2 separate regions of the Macaca mulatta genome follow, and region 2 is linked to region 1. The links are chromatin contacts, called in public Hi-C maps. All regions are on one chromosome and are shown on one strand. The core of a region is the stretch at or near the end of the contact, and the rest is flanking DNA. Distances in the headings are between cores, read along the strand shown.

Evidence for each region. Hi-C and Micro-C count contacts between places; a contact is called where the count stands out from the background.
Region 2: a contact with region 1 is called in a Hi-C map of liver, with 5 times the contacts expected there. The contact joins the promoter of TMEM131L here to the promoter of MND1 in region 1. A contact is called at or near these places in 3 of 14 Hi-C or Micro-C datasets (fetal cortex germinal zone, fetal cortical plate and liver).

The regions. Positions count from the first base shown.
Region 1 is chr5:161,930,509-161,937,707 of T2T-MMU8v2.0, forward strand. MND1 (meiotic nuclear divisions 1) reads left to right here and starts at 2,755. Exons shown (of 8, transcript NM_001258106.1): 1 at 2,755-2,786. The coding sequence starts at 2,784.
Region 2 is chr5:162,057,286-162,064,484 of T2T-MMU8v2.0, forward strand. TMEM131L (transmembrane 131 like) reads left to right here and starts at 4,451. Exons shown (of 36, transcript XR_013417348.1): 1 at 4,451-4,618; 2 at 5,300-5,370.

The DNA.
Region 1 (7,199 bases), core at 1,505-4,004:
CTGTCTATAAAAACTTCCTGTTGGCTAGGCATGGCTCACACCTGTAATCCCAATACTTTGGGAGGCTAAGGCAGGAGGATTGCTTGAATCCAGGAGTTCTAGACCAGCCTAGGCAACATAGGGAGACACCATCTCTATAGAAAATTAAAAAAAAAAAAATTAGCCAGGCGTAGTTATGCACATCTGTAGTCCCAACTACTTGGGAGGGCAAGGCAGGAGAATCCCTTGAGCCCTGGAGTTCTAGATTGCAGTGAACCAATATTGTGCCACTGTGCTCCAGCCTGGGTGACAGAGTGAAACCCTGTCTCAAAAAAACAAAACAAACAACAACAAAACCTCCCTGGCCAAGTTGCAGAGTGGAACTCATTTAATTTGTCTAAAGTTTTTCTCTTAAAATTGTCTCCTCTCTTGGTTTTGCATTCTCCAACTTGTTTTCCTACATTGTGGACTTTTTCCTCAGTCTCTTCCAAGTGACTTGACTTTGTTTTCCTATTTCCTTTATAAGCTCCTTCTGCCAGGCATGGTGGCTCACACCTGTAATCCTAGCACTTTGGGAGGCCAAGGTGGGTGGGTTGCCTGAGGTCAGGAGATCGAGACCAGCCTGGCCAACATGGTAAAACCCCATCTCTACCAAAAATACAAAAAAAATCAGCCGAGCGTGGTAGCAGGCGCCTATAATCCCAGCTACTCAGGAGGCTGAGGCAGGAGAATCGCTTGAACCTGGGGGTCGGAGGTTGCAGTGAGCCAAGATTATACCACTTCACTCCAGGCTGGGCAAAAGAGCGAAACTCCAACTCTAAATAAATAAGCTGCTACTATAAGCCATACTTTTCAGAATGTCAAGGAAGCGGCATCGGAAGGTTATCTGAAAATTGAGATATTCGTACTGAAAAGGCAAAGGAACCAGAGGCAGTAGAATGTGTCTCCTTTCCTTGGTGGTAGTCATTCCCAGGTTTGGTTGATCAAGACTGCAGTGCACACCAGGAATCTCAGAGAACTGTCACAGCAGCTCTCAGTGACACTTAAGATACAGATGCAGCTTAAGTGACCAATGCTCTTTTATATCCATTTAGCACTCATTTTTCCCAAGATAAGACCTGTTTGGGTCAATTTGTTAATGTCCCAGGGCAGGCTTTTGCACTGTGTCGCTTCAGAGGCAGGGGCTAAGGAAAACCTGGGACTGTAACATCAGTACTGCACAAAGCCGTCTTCCGTATACAGCATAAGCACTATTCTATAAAATCGCCAGCAAGCCTCTGTTTCCTTGCAGTCAGCTACTTTTCTGCTGATTCTGCCCATTGCTCCCTTGCAACGTATTTTCATACTTTCTCTAATGATTCTGCCTTTCTTTACCTACAACTGTCTTGGTAAATTTTTTTACCCCAGTGCCACTGGCCTCAGATAGTCACCACTCACCTGCAACAAGCCTGAGAGCCAATTAAGACAAGGCTTTCCCCAAATAGCACAAATTTATATACCATTACTGTAGTTACTTAATGTACTCATTTATCATTTTAAAATTACCTTATGTATCATCAATTACATGGTATAGCTCTTATAGGAAAAACCAAATTAATGGAACTCTGCAATTCAATGTATCCCTTCCTCTGCCTCCAGCAGAAGCAACAGGGGCCATAAATTCTGATTTTAGATGCTACTCTTAACAGTATCTACACGACTTACTATAGTGTGTGTGTCCGTGTGTGTGTGTTATAGAGTCTCACTCTGTCGCCCAGGCTGGAGTGCAGTGGCGCGGTCTTGGCTCACTGCATTCTCTGTCTCCTGGTTGCAGTGAGCGATTCTCCTGCCTCAGTCTCCCGAGTAGCTGGGATTACAGGCGCCCGCCACCATGCCTGGCTAATTTTTGTATTTTTATTACAGATGGGATTTCACCATGTTGGCCAGGCTGGTCTCAAACTCCTGACCTCAAGTGATCCGCCCGCCTCTGCCTCCCAAAGTGCTGGGATTACAGGTGTGAGCCACTGTGCCGGGCCGTACTTCTTACACCTAAAACTGGTTCAAAACACCATATAATAATTTTGAAAATAATTGAATTCTCAGTGAAATGTTTTCAGCAGTTTCAGGGGCCTGAGTTTTTGCTCTGAATCTGCATTTATTCTCAAGCCATGAAATAGCGTATTTTTGACCATTTTGATTCGAAATTCATTCCGTTGTTTCCTTCTTTTTTAAAACCTAAGGGAAAAACAGACATACACGGGATTTGAAAAGCTGGAAAGCAGTGGGTAGCGGCTGCGGGAGAAGATGAGAGGTCAGATTAGAAGACAGATTAGAAGAAAGGAATCTAGTCAGCCCCAGACAAGACAAATCCGCAAGGATGGAGGAAGCGTTTACTTCCTCAGCAGCCTAAAACGCCTCTATTTTTTTAAATCCAAACTTAGGCCAGATTTCTGCGGCGCCAAGAAAACGCAGTAAAAGCAAAGGCAAGATGTCCTTTTTTTAAAAAAAAAAAAGTCACATTCACAGAATACCGAGGAGACGGAGGCAGCTCTGTAATCGGTCGGGTGAGACGCGGACAAGCTCCCCCAGCCCCGGCCCCAGGCCCGCGCCCCTTCCCCCGCCGGCTGTTCGGATGGACCGCTAGGGGTCGCTGCGGGCCGCGCGTCCGAGGACCGGCCTCCTTCCCCACCTTCTCGGTCTCGCTGCTCCGCCCCCGCGGTGTCGGCGGCGCCAAAATCGAACGCGCCCTGGTCTTCCCCGCCCCTCGCCCCTCGCCCCTCGCCCAACGCGCAGGCCCAGCCAGCGGAAGGCCCGGCGCCCGCGCCATGGTAAGGACTGAGGCTGTGGTCCCGCGTCTTCTTCCTCCCTAGTGTGTGGGCTTCGCCGCCCCTCGTTGGCGTGTGGATCCCGGCCTGACGTTGACCGCCATGCCGGGCCGCGGGAGCGGTCGCCCGGCTCTCGGCCTCCCAGTGGAGAGGCCAGGCCCGGCCCGGCCCCGCCGCGGCCATTCCGCACTCTGCGTCGTTCCCCGCCGCTCCGGTCCGGAGTTCCGCGGCCTCCCGGCTGGCTGCACCCAGCGTCTGTCCCCAGGGCCCATCGGGCGGGTTAAGTTAGAACGCGGGAAGCGTTCGCGAACGTGACTCGAGAACCTCACCAACCCCGATTTATCTAAAAGACCACGAACCCCTTGAGAACCTGGGTTCCCTACGCCTCCAGCCTCGGCCACGCGTGGTGTAGCCCCCCATTAAGAACGGGGAGAGAAAGCGCAAGTGGGCAGGAGGGACTGCGGGAAGCGAACGTCTTGATCCCAAAGCGCCCTCCTGGTTTGTCACCATTGAGTGGTTTTCTGTATTGTAATACGTAGAGCACATTCCAGAACTTCTCAGTTTCGAGTTACCTAACGGATCTTCACTTTGTGCCAATTAGTCGATTTCTGTGAAAATGCCCCGGTTTCTGCCAAAGGGCAGGAGTCGCTGCTCCTGTGCCGGGCTCTGCTGGTTGTGTAGGGCGCTGATGCTTTTTTAAGGACCCTCTGCACTGAATAAGGCTTCCTCGTCTGTCATTATCGGTTAAGTCCTGGTAAGATTCCAGATCGGCTTTATGAGCTTAAGGTCTTTCTGCCCATCAAATCATTTTCATAAACCTTCAAAGTTTCATGCCGTTTTTTCTGCTTCAGTTGGCGAAGAATCAACATCTAGTTAAATGGATCTAAGATTTTAATATCTTCATTTACTTAAGTGGCCGTTAAATGTTGCCGAGCTAAAGGGGGCGGGGTGGGACACCAGGATCTAGTTGTATGCTATTTATTTGAAGATACTTGTCCAGATGTAGTTATAAATGATAACGGCTTCTTTGTGGTTAAACTAACAACCCAGCCACCTGGGCGTACAGTGCTCTAAGAAGCCAAACAGGACTACAGTTAAATCTGTTAGCAGTGCTCTTCAGTGTTACCAATTTTCTCTGCAGGGTTGCTGACCTCGTATAACTGACTTGGAGAACTGTGCAGCTCAAACGCGCTTTGTCCTTTTACCTGATCTCTCTCTCTTTATACATGAATCACCTTCTAATACTAAATGTGTTAACTCTTCAGAAGCTTACCTCTGATAATAGAGAATCCTTTTAAAAAATTAAAACTTTTGATAAGATGCGGACTTCCTATTTTTTAATATGTGATCAGGAAATAAGTTTAGTGTTGGTCAAAGGTAAACTTTTGATTGATTATGAATTAGAAACTGTTTTCATTTGGTTAGGCAGCCTAAGTAAATAGAGTTCGGGCAATTTTTGAAATTGGAAGAGTGCAGTGCTGAACTCTGAGAGCAGCAGTGACATCTACTTAGTAATTCTTCATAATTTTATTGTAATTGATGAGTAGGGCTGGCTGTAGGAATTCCATAACTTCTAATTGAGAAGGTTCCTCAGATAACATGATTTTTAAAGTGGTTTAAAATACTTCCAGAAAGCTTCACAGTCCTTGAGTCAGATTTTGAGTCTCCTGACTTACTACTAATTTGAATGCATCGCTAACTTACACCATCAGGTTTTTCCTAGTCTTAATTAAATATTAAATACATCCTCATTGATTTTTTTTTGAGAAGTTTCTAAATATGAGTATTAATATGGCATCTTTTTACATTAGTTATTTTAATTCTGGGTATGATACTCCTACTGTGGTTAATAGAAATTATTTCTAGTCATAAAAAAGACTGATGAATAAATCAGGCTGAAAACAATGGAAATGGATGATAGAGCTCATCCACATTTCCTGAGTAACTTCCATAGCTGCTGAGCTGAGTGTTAAGAGCTTTCCTAAAACTTTCCTAAAACCAGGACACTAGATTCTCCTCATTGCCTGCCTCTTGTGGAGTGCGAGGAGCTGTTTAGAATATCAAAATGTTAGGATCTTGCCTAACACTTCGGGATCTGCTTTCTGCTAATGCAGCCACAGACTGAAGTTCTTAAGGGATTCCCAATGCCCTGCAGCGCCCTTGACATGGCCTTCAGATTCTGGGCTGACAAAAGTAGGGTTCTCAACCCTGCCACAATTAAAAAATATGTTGGAGAGGATTTTAAAAATATATTGGAGGATTTTTAAAATATGTTGCCCAGGTCCCATTCCAGAGATTTTGATTCCATTCATTCGACGTGAGCCTGGGCATCAGTATTTTTAAAAAACTCCTGAGCTGATTCTAATGTATGGCAGTTTAGGACCTGTTGGACTAGAAAAATATGTTGAAGGAGTCTTCTAACTGTTACGAATTTCATGCTTGATTTATCAGATACTGCAGAGGCAAGAATGAAGGCAGGCAGATAGAGCAGTCCTGGACCCTGGCTCTCAGCCCTAGGTTTAGTGAGCAGGTCTGTATGGGTTCCTGGAGTTTGCCTACCTGAGATTTCTCTGATTTATCTCTCCAAGCCAGGCAATACATGGTGTCACTGAATTCACTATGATTAATTCACCCGTTATATCTATGGGAGTATGGTAGGTGTTGGGGGGCTTAGGAGCCTGAGCAGTCTCAAATTTTAGAGTTGGGGGCTTTAGATACATGGTCCTAAAATTAAGGGCTTTATGTCTCCCCTTTCTAACTTGGCACTAAGCCCTGGAAAGGCAAAGGCAGTTCATGTTCTGAAGAAGTTTTTCAGTGTGCTGGGAGAGACAAGTAAACATCTTTTCAATGTAGTAAGTGATGTGACGAAGGTGTGTTCTGGGAATACATGCTTAGCCTGTGAACTCAGGGAAGTTCTGGAGGGATAGCGCCTAAATTAAGCCTTGGGAGATGTTTTGGAGTTTTGAGTAGGCGAGAGGTGAGGGTGTTCTAGGCGGAGGAACAACATTTTTTTTAAGGACGGAAATGAGAGCATTCTTTGAGTAGATAATTGCAAGTAGTTTTTGTGTTACAACTCAAGTAGCTTAGGTTTCCATTCTGTTAATGGCAAAATTTGAGGTGGGGTGTGGTGGAAGAGGCTGTAAAAGGTAGCCTGGGGTTAGGTGATAAAGGGCTTTGTTTGTATATCATACTGGGGTACTCAGATACGCCTGGATGTCTGGGAGCCACTGGAGGGTTTTGAGCAAGGGAGGGACATGGTCATATTTATGTTTTCCCAGCACAGAATGTGAACATAGAGGGTGAGTCAAAGTGTGGTTAGGGGACTGGAGATATATTGCAGGAGACGGATGATGAAGGCCTGAGTGAGGCAGTGGTAGTAGAGATAGAACAGACAGGACAGATAAGAGAAGTAATTAAATGCTGAAACTGGCAGAACTTGGTGATTGGTTGGATGTGAGATAAGAGAGGTAAAGGTACCTAGGATGACTGTCAGGCCTCTGGCTTGGGTCACGAGGTAGTATCTGAGACTCAAGGTCTAGAATAGCAAGTTTGTGGGGAGTAGGTATGAGAGAGGAAGAGTTGAGTTTAGACAGAGTTGAATTTTGTCCAGCAGGCGGGTAGATGCATGAGACTGAAGCTCAGGAGCACACCCAGGGGTGAATGTAAAGATATGAGATCTCAGCATGAGTGTTAATTAAAACCATGAAAGCAGATGAGATCAAAGATAAGATATTAGGAGATGGGGTCAGTAGCCAAACCCTGCAGCAAAACAGTGTTTGAGAGTGGACTGAGGAAGAAGAGAAAAATATAAACTTTAAGCTATTTATTTACCCATATTACTCATCAAGAAATACCTGATCATTTTTTTCCTGTGGGAATGAGTTAGTGCACCGGTTTGTTTTTTTTTTTTTTTTTTTTGGGGGGGGGGGCTTTTTTTTGTTTCGTTTTGTTTTGAGACAGTGTCTTGCTTTGTTGCCCAGGCTGGTCTCAAACTCCTGGCCTCAAGTGATCCTCCAGCCTAAGCCTGCCAAAGTGCTGGGATTACAGGTGTGAGCCACCGCGCAGCCAAGTTAGTGGGTTTCTAGGTTTTACAAGAATTAAGACTCACTCACTCTAGTGTGTAGCCAGAATGGCAATTCCAAATCATTGTCTTCACTTATGTAAACTCACATTTTCTGATGATGTTTTTGGTTGGATGGGGCAGTCTTTAACTGTGGTTTTATGTCTGCTGTTTAAGCAAACAATTTATATTCCTTTATAATCCCCTACAATGTTTGAGAAAGATGCAGATCACATAAGAAATATTAGTGCGGAATTTTTTATTAGAGAACTGGAGGTGATAGTGCTCACTCTTTTTTTTTTTCCTGTAAACCTTTGGGTTGGAGGAAATTTGGCTCCTTTCTCTTCTAACTTGGG
Region 2 (7,199 bases), core at 3,201-5,700, 130 kb after region 1:
TCTTTATTTTACAGTTTTATGAGTATTTTTAAAAATAGAGAATAATAAAGTGTGAATACTGCTGCTACTCACCCAAAATTACATTACAGTCCCATAACAGAAAAGGTCAATTGTTCAACACAACAGAGTTTGAGAAAGGAGAGAATCCTTATCCTTATCTCATTCATTTAATTGAAGCTTTATAAGATGAGCTGGAATAAAGTTACAGTAAAAAGGGTCCTCTAGAGGTTGGGTGCAGTGGTTCACACCTGTAATCCCATCACTTTGGGAGGCCAAGGCAGGATTGCTTAAGCCTAGGAATTCAAGACCAGATCCTATCTCAAAAAGAAAAGAAAAATAAATAAGTAAATAAATAAATAAAAATCAGTAGAAATTTGGTCATTTATAGGTCTTTTTTAAAAACAAAACCATTTTATCTTATATGAATCTAACTTAATATTGATATACTCCACTAAAGACATCACCTTAACGCCTCCTCCACACTTCAGTCATGTGTATACAATTTTCCTTTCTTTTGTTTTTTTCTTTTTTGGAGACAGGGTCTCACTCAGTCACCCAGGCTGGAGTACAGTGGTGCAATCTTGGCTCACTGCAGCCTGAACTCCTGGGCTTAAGCAATCCTCCCACCTCAGCCTCCTGAGTAGCTGGGACTACAAATGTGTGCTATCATGCTCAGCTAACTTTAAAAAAAAATTTGGGCCAGGCGTGGTGGCTCACGTCTGTAATCTCAGCACTTTGGGAGGCTGAGGCGGGTGGTTCACAAGGTCAGGAGTTCAAGACCAGCCTGACCAACACGGTGAAACCTCATCTCTACTAAAAATACAAAAAAAAAAAAAAAAAAAAAAAAAAAAGCCAGGCGAGATGGCGGACACCTGTAATTCCAGCTACTCAGGAGGCTGAGGCAGGAGAAATGCCTGAACCCGGGAAGCAGAGGTTGCAGTGAGCTGAGCTCGCGACACTGCACTCCAATCTGGGTGACAGAGTGAGACTCCATCTCAAACAAACAAACAAACAAACAAACAAACAAATTTATAGAGACAAAGTCTCACTATGTTGCCCAGGCTGGTCTTGAACTCGTGGGCTCAAGCGATCCTCCTACCTTGGCCTCCCAAAATATTAGAATTACAGGCGTGAGCCACCTTGCCTGGCCTATAATTTTCATATTGATTCAATTTGTGTTTACATTAATTTTTTTTTTCAATTAACATTATTTCATATATACTTCTCCATTACTCTGCCACTAAAAGCATCTCTGGCTGGACAGGATGGCTTGCACTTGTAATTCCAGCACTTTGGGAGGCCAAGGTGGGTATATTGTTTGAGCCCAGGAGTTCAAGACCAGCCTGGGCAACATGATGAAATCCTGTCTCTACAAAAATACAAAAATCAGCCAGGTGTGGTGGCCTGCACCTGTGGTCCCAGCTGCTTGGGAGGCTGAGGCGGGAGTATTGTTTGAGCCAAGGAAGCAGAAGTTGCTGTGAGCCAGGATTGGGCTACTGCCTTTCAGCCTGGGTGAAAGAGTGAGATCAGGGTAGTAATGAAGAAAAAGGCTAGGTATGGGAAATAGTATGGAGGAGGGCACCATAGGACTAATTCATAGATTTAAAGGGTGTAAAGGAAAGATGAATTAAATATGACTCCTTCGCTTTTTAAAGAAAATTATTATTAGTTTTTAGATCGAGGTATTTCCCATACCTAGCCTTTTTCTTTTTTTTTTTTTTTTTTTTTTTGAGACGGAGTCTCGCTCTGTCGCCCAGGCTGGAGTGCAATGGCCGGATCTCAGCTCACTGCAAGCTCCGCCTCCCGGGTTCACGCCATTCTCCTGCCTCAGCCTCCCGAGTAGCTGGGACTACAGGCGCCCGCCACCGTGCCCGGCTAGTTTTTTTGTATTTTTTAGTAGAGACGGGGTTTCACCGTGTTAGCCAGGATGGTCTCGATCTCCTGACCTCGTGATCCACCCGTCTCGGCCTCCCAAAGTGCTGGGATTACAGGCTTGAGCCACCGTGCCCGGCCCGCCTTTTTCATCATTACCCTTGTCTCAGAAAAATTTATAAATAAAAATTTTAAAAGGAGCTCTATAACTTGGATTTTAAAATTCTCTATGGGCTTTGGTTTCTTCTGTAAAATGAGGCAGTTGGGCTATTAAATGATTTCTAAAAAATTTCCAGCTCTAATATTCTGTGACAATATCTAGGACTGACAAGGGGAATAATGGAAATATAGCACAAATGACACAGGAGTCTTCTTTGAAGAACAAGGTTACTCCAAAACATGGATGCTGCTTAATGGGCCATAACTTTCCTGTTGTCCATGAGTCAGCATGAAAAATAACTCCAGAGGAGGCTAAGTAGGTCAGATTTATCTAAGAAGACAGCTGTGTAATCCCGTATCCCTCTCCAACCCCATGGCACTGCAGATACATGCTTCTGGCTCTGTGAACAACAGTCAAATAGCATTACCCATTTTGTAAAGTCCACAAGACCACAACTTGAAAAATTAAGCTGGCCTTACAAAGTTTCAGAAAAAGCTACAGCAGTATTTACATATGGTCCATCTCAATGTTACTCTATCTTTTAAGTCATTTCTATTGATGCTGTGATACTCGTTAGTATGGGAAAGACTTTACTAGTAAAAGAGTAAAGTAATTTAAATGTTAGCAAAAAACTTTTGTATCACAACTTTAAATCTGTTTAATAAAACCAGTTAGGCTGTCAATGTTTGCTTGCTTTCCTTTACATGTATTATAGTCATACGAGGACTTAAAATTACATTCTGTAAATAAATAGGCCCATGAGAATACTTCCATTTAGAAATAAACTTTGAAGGTGCAGTTACTGCTTAAGTGGGCTGTGCAAATATTCCTGTCACTGGAGTTCCCTTTAACTCCGTGGGGGACCTTCAGAATCCAAGGGGCAAATATAAACTTGGAGAAGTGAAGAGAAAAAAAGGGCACACTGAGATGGCACTGGAGATCCTTGCTAAATAAAGGAAGATGTTGTCAAGGAATACAGAAAAAAGTATGGAACAGAGACTACTGGAGGTATTCAAGTTGGAAAATGCAAAGTGTCCCCCCCCTCTTTTTTTTTTCACATCAACAACTTATATTTATGCTAATCTACTTACATGTTAAGTCTGGCCAAGCAATTAGACTATTTAGCCTTGTTTGGAGTTAAATGCAGACAGTGTGAGACTGTGTTCACAGTACTGTATTATGTCTTTAGGAGAGAGGATCTAGACTTCATTTTGTCCTTCTCAGGATTGTGTCTGCTATGCAAGCACTGGCTTTCTATAGTCTGGCCTGTAAAGCACCAGAAGCAATTAAACAGAGGATCAATGTAAACAGGTGTGTCCCATCACTTCCCCTCTTCATACTATATTGTTCATATTCTCTGAATTTCATACAAGCTACAGTGAAAGCAGTAAGTTAACTTTAAAAAATCATAAGATTGCCCATACTTCTAGGTTATGCAAATTGATTTCTGAATAAGCCCTTGTTTGTGACTTCGTTGGTAAAGGCAGGATGTTAACTTAAAGAGATGCCAGATTTTGGACTTGTTAGTTATAGACATCGAAACCTGGAACCAGGAAATACATTTTCACGTATTACTTCCATTATCCTACTAATGATAGAAACAGGCAACTGGCCACATCCTCGACCCCAACCTTATTTCAGGAGAGGCTGGCTGAATTTTGCAATATAATTTCAAAAGGGAGTATTTGCAGGGTCTTCGAAGCTATAAATCCCCTAGGAAGTCTTCCCCACCTGTCAGGACCTGGACAGTGTCCACAGAGGGTGCCGGGCGCACTACCGCCACGCGGCGCTGAGGTCAGCCTCTCGGGTTTTGGGAGAGCTCTTTTTATTCTAAATTACAGACTTTGCAGCCACCGGATATCCTCGCTGCATAACTGGCAGTGGCCATGTGGCTGCACTCGCGTTTCCTGACAACCACTGCATTATTTCCACTAATATCCTGCGTCCAAGGCCTCTCGCTTGGCGACTCCTCGTTCCCACCTCCACCGCCACCTCTTCCCTCGGGGGTAATCTCTCGACCGTGGTCCGAGCGCCTCAACAAAGCGGCAACCACCCAAAAGTTCATGAAAATGCACTTGGCAAAAGTGGGCCGCTAGTCCCCGCGGACAGTTCTAAGCGACACCGTCCGAGCCGAGGAAAGCGCCCGGGCCCCGCAGAGTGCGCGCTGCGGGGCGGGCCCGCGGCCATGTGCTCCGCGCCGGGGCGGGGCGCCCGCGGCCGCCGCGTTCGCATTGTCCACTTTCCCCCGCACCCCGCCGCGTTCCGTCCCTCCCTATCTGCGGCGCACACGCGCTCAGACCAAACGGCGCGCCCGGGGCTGGAGCTGCAGCAGCTGCGGCGGCGGCGGGGGCGGCACGGGGCGGGGCGGGGCGGCACGGGGGCGGGCCCGGGGCGAGGCAGCTGGGGCGCCAGCGAGCTAGTGGCGAGTGCGGCGAGCACCGGAGAGGAGCGCGAGCACCAGCATGGCGGGGCTCCGACGCCCGCAGCCCGGCTGCTACTGCCGCACCGCCGCGACCGTGAACCTCCTGCTGGGCGTCTTCCAGGTCCTGCTGCCCTGCTGTCGTCCGGGAGGGGCTCAGGGACAAGGTCAGCCTTGCGCCGCTGGGCTCGCTCTGCCTCTCCACCCCGCCCCCGCTCTTTCTTTTAGGGAACTGCTGAAATCTATAAGAGGGCGAAGGGAGGAAAGGGAAAGGGGCAGGAGAAGGAAGGAAAGCTGTTGCAATTCTCCGCTGATAACATTTTCTGACCACAGCGTCCCCTCCCGCGCCCCTCTGCCCCGTACAGCTGGAGAGCGGGGCAGTCGCGGGGCTTGGGGACCGCTAGCCGCTCTCGCCCTGGAGCCTTTGTGCGCGGGCCCCTGCGCCCGGGGCGCAGCCCCCGCTTTGTGTGGCGCGCGCGGGTGCCCCGCCGCGGCCCGGCTTCCTGCAGCTTTGTTTCCCCGAGCCTGGCCGCCCAGGGTCCATACTCCAGATGCTCGGGCTGCGGAGCCCGGAGTGTCCCGTGGGGTGTATTCAATCCCACTTCGTCCCCCTCCAGCATGAGCACCCCGAGCCTGCACGCTGTCGCCTTCGCGTCCGAGGGGCCACCGGCTCACACCCCGCCCATTGGGTTTTTATCCTTGGCTCGCCCCTCAGATGGCCTCTGTTCCTGGGAGGAAAAAGAGACGTGTTTTGGTGAGGCGGGTGGCACGGAGGGACGGTAGGGGAAACAGGAAGCGTTTCTTCAGCGTGCATTAAAAACATGCTGTATTTTTTGGTGTTCCTGCAGCGATTGAGCCCTTGCCGAACGTGGTGGAGCTGTGGCAGGCAGAAGAAGGGGAACTCCTGCTGCCCACTCAGGTGAGGACGACCAGGTGACAGGGCGGCTGTGGGTGTGCAAGGGAGGAGAGGCGGGGAGGCCGCTGGTCCTCCCCAACCCCTGTCCAAGAGGCACAGGCGCTCGGGCCACTTTGCAAGGCAAATAAACGTTAGGGGCCGAGCCTGAACACCTGGCAACCTGGCAACGGTGGCCTTCCCAGCTCCTCCCACGCCATGTGACAGGGCGTGAGTCAGGCTGGCCCCAAGTTCAGAAGGTGGGAACCCAGGCCACCTCAGCAGGGACGCGGCCAGCGGTCTGCTCGGCCGTGGGTGTCCTGGGTGCACACTGTTCCCTAAGTGAGCTGGTGCTGTGTGGATGGCAAGTGGCTAAGAGGTTGAGGACAACAGGAGTATTGATTTCATAAATGTTAGAGTGGTATTTGCCATTAGCGTTAAGTAGTTTTGGGATGAAGATGTGACTTTAAAGGATTGTCATCTTGGATTTTCTCCAAGTGCCCTTAATTCCTGTTAAAATACACCCACTTAAGAACTTGAATTTCAAGTTTTTTTCTCTGTATGATGATATGATGATTGCATGTAGAAAAATAATTACATTTTATTGGGAATCTGTAGCATCATAGAGGGTTTATTGCTGCAACAGATACAGTACTGCAAAGCTTTTGTCTTTTAACTTTTACAAGAAATTCCCATTGACTGTGAAGTGTGCACATTGAAATATAATATTGTTGACTGCCTTTCACCAGTAACAGTAGTGATCCAAAATGCATTGTTTGGGTGGGAGTGGCTTGAATTATAAGGGAATATTCAGCTTGTGTGCAGTACTTTTTAAGATGTTCATTACTTCCCACGTTGGTGGCAGCACTTAATTCTGTGTTGCATCTTGTGGCTGTTTAGGGAAACAGGATGTCTAGCTATAACTTTACTGGAGAGGCTGTCCAGTTTTACATTTCAGTTTTCTCGAGACCTCCTATGTGAAACATTCAGTGTGCTGGTTTTGAGATATTTGGAATATTCATTTTGATTAGGGCCAATGAATAACAGCTTCAAGGCTGAGAGGTGATTTTAGAGGAGAATTTTCCTGGATCCTCCTTGAAGACCAGCAGCCTGAATGAGACAGGTCTTTTGAGAAAAGGCCCCATCAGGATGAGGAGCAGATAGGTTCTCCTTCTCCTAAAAATTTATTCTCAAATGGATTTTTTCCCCCGATTTTAAATAATATACATATGTGTTTTGTTTGGAGGATACAGAAAGATAAAAATAACAGTAGAAATCCATCGTATTAAATGCGAGAACCACATTTAACTGGATGTATTTATTTAAAAACTAATTATGTTTGTGTATATCAGAGTTGTTCAACAGTGGCACTGGTAACATTTTGGGCTAGAGAGTTCTTTGTTGTGGGGGCTGTCCTGTGCACTGTGAGATGCTGAACAGTTAGCATCCCTTGCTTCTGCCCACTAGACGCCAGTGGCACTCACTGCTGCTTCCCCCTCTCCCCCACCCCCTCCTGATTTTGACAACTAAAAATGTTTCCAGACATTGCTAGATGTCCCTGGGGAGCAAAATTGCCCTGGTTGAGAAGCACTGGTGTATATCTATGTATATGTATTCGCGTTTTTGCTCAATTGTAGTTTCTACCTCTTACTTGCTAGTGTTGGAAGCCAACCCAGACTAAAAGGAAAGTAAATTATAGATGATTGAGTCTAGTATTATAGACTCTCATTTGTTAGAGCGTTAGTTGAAGATTTAGTAGGTGTGCTCAGAGATGGAAATGTCAAGGCTTATGATATGATTATTTATAGGCTTAAAAGTTATTTTATACAATTCTTTCTTTTTTTTTTTTTTTTTTG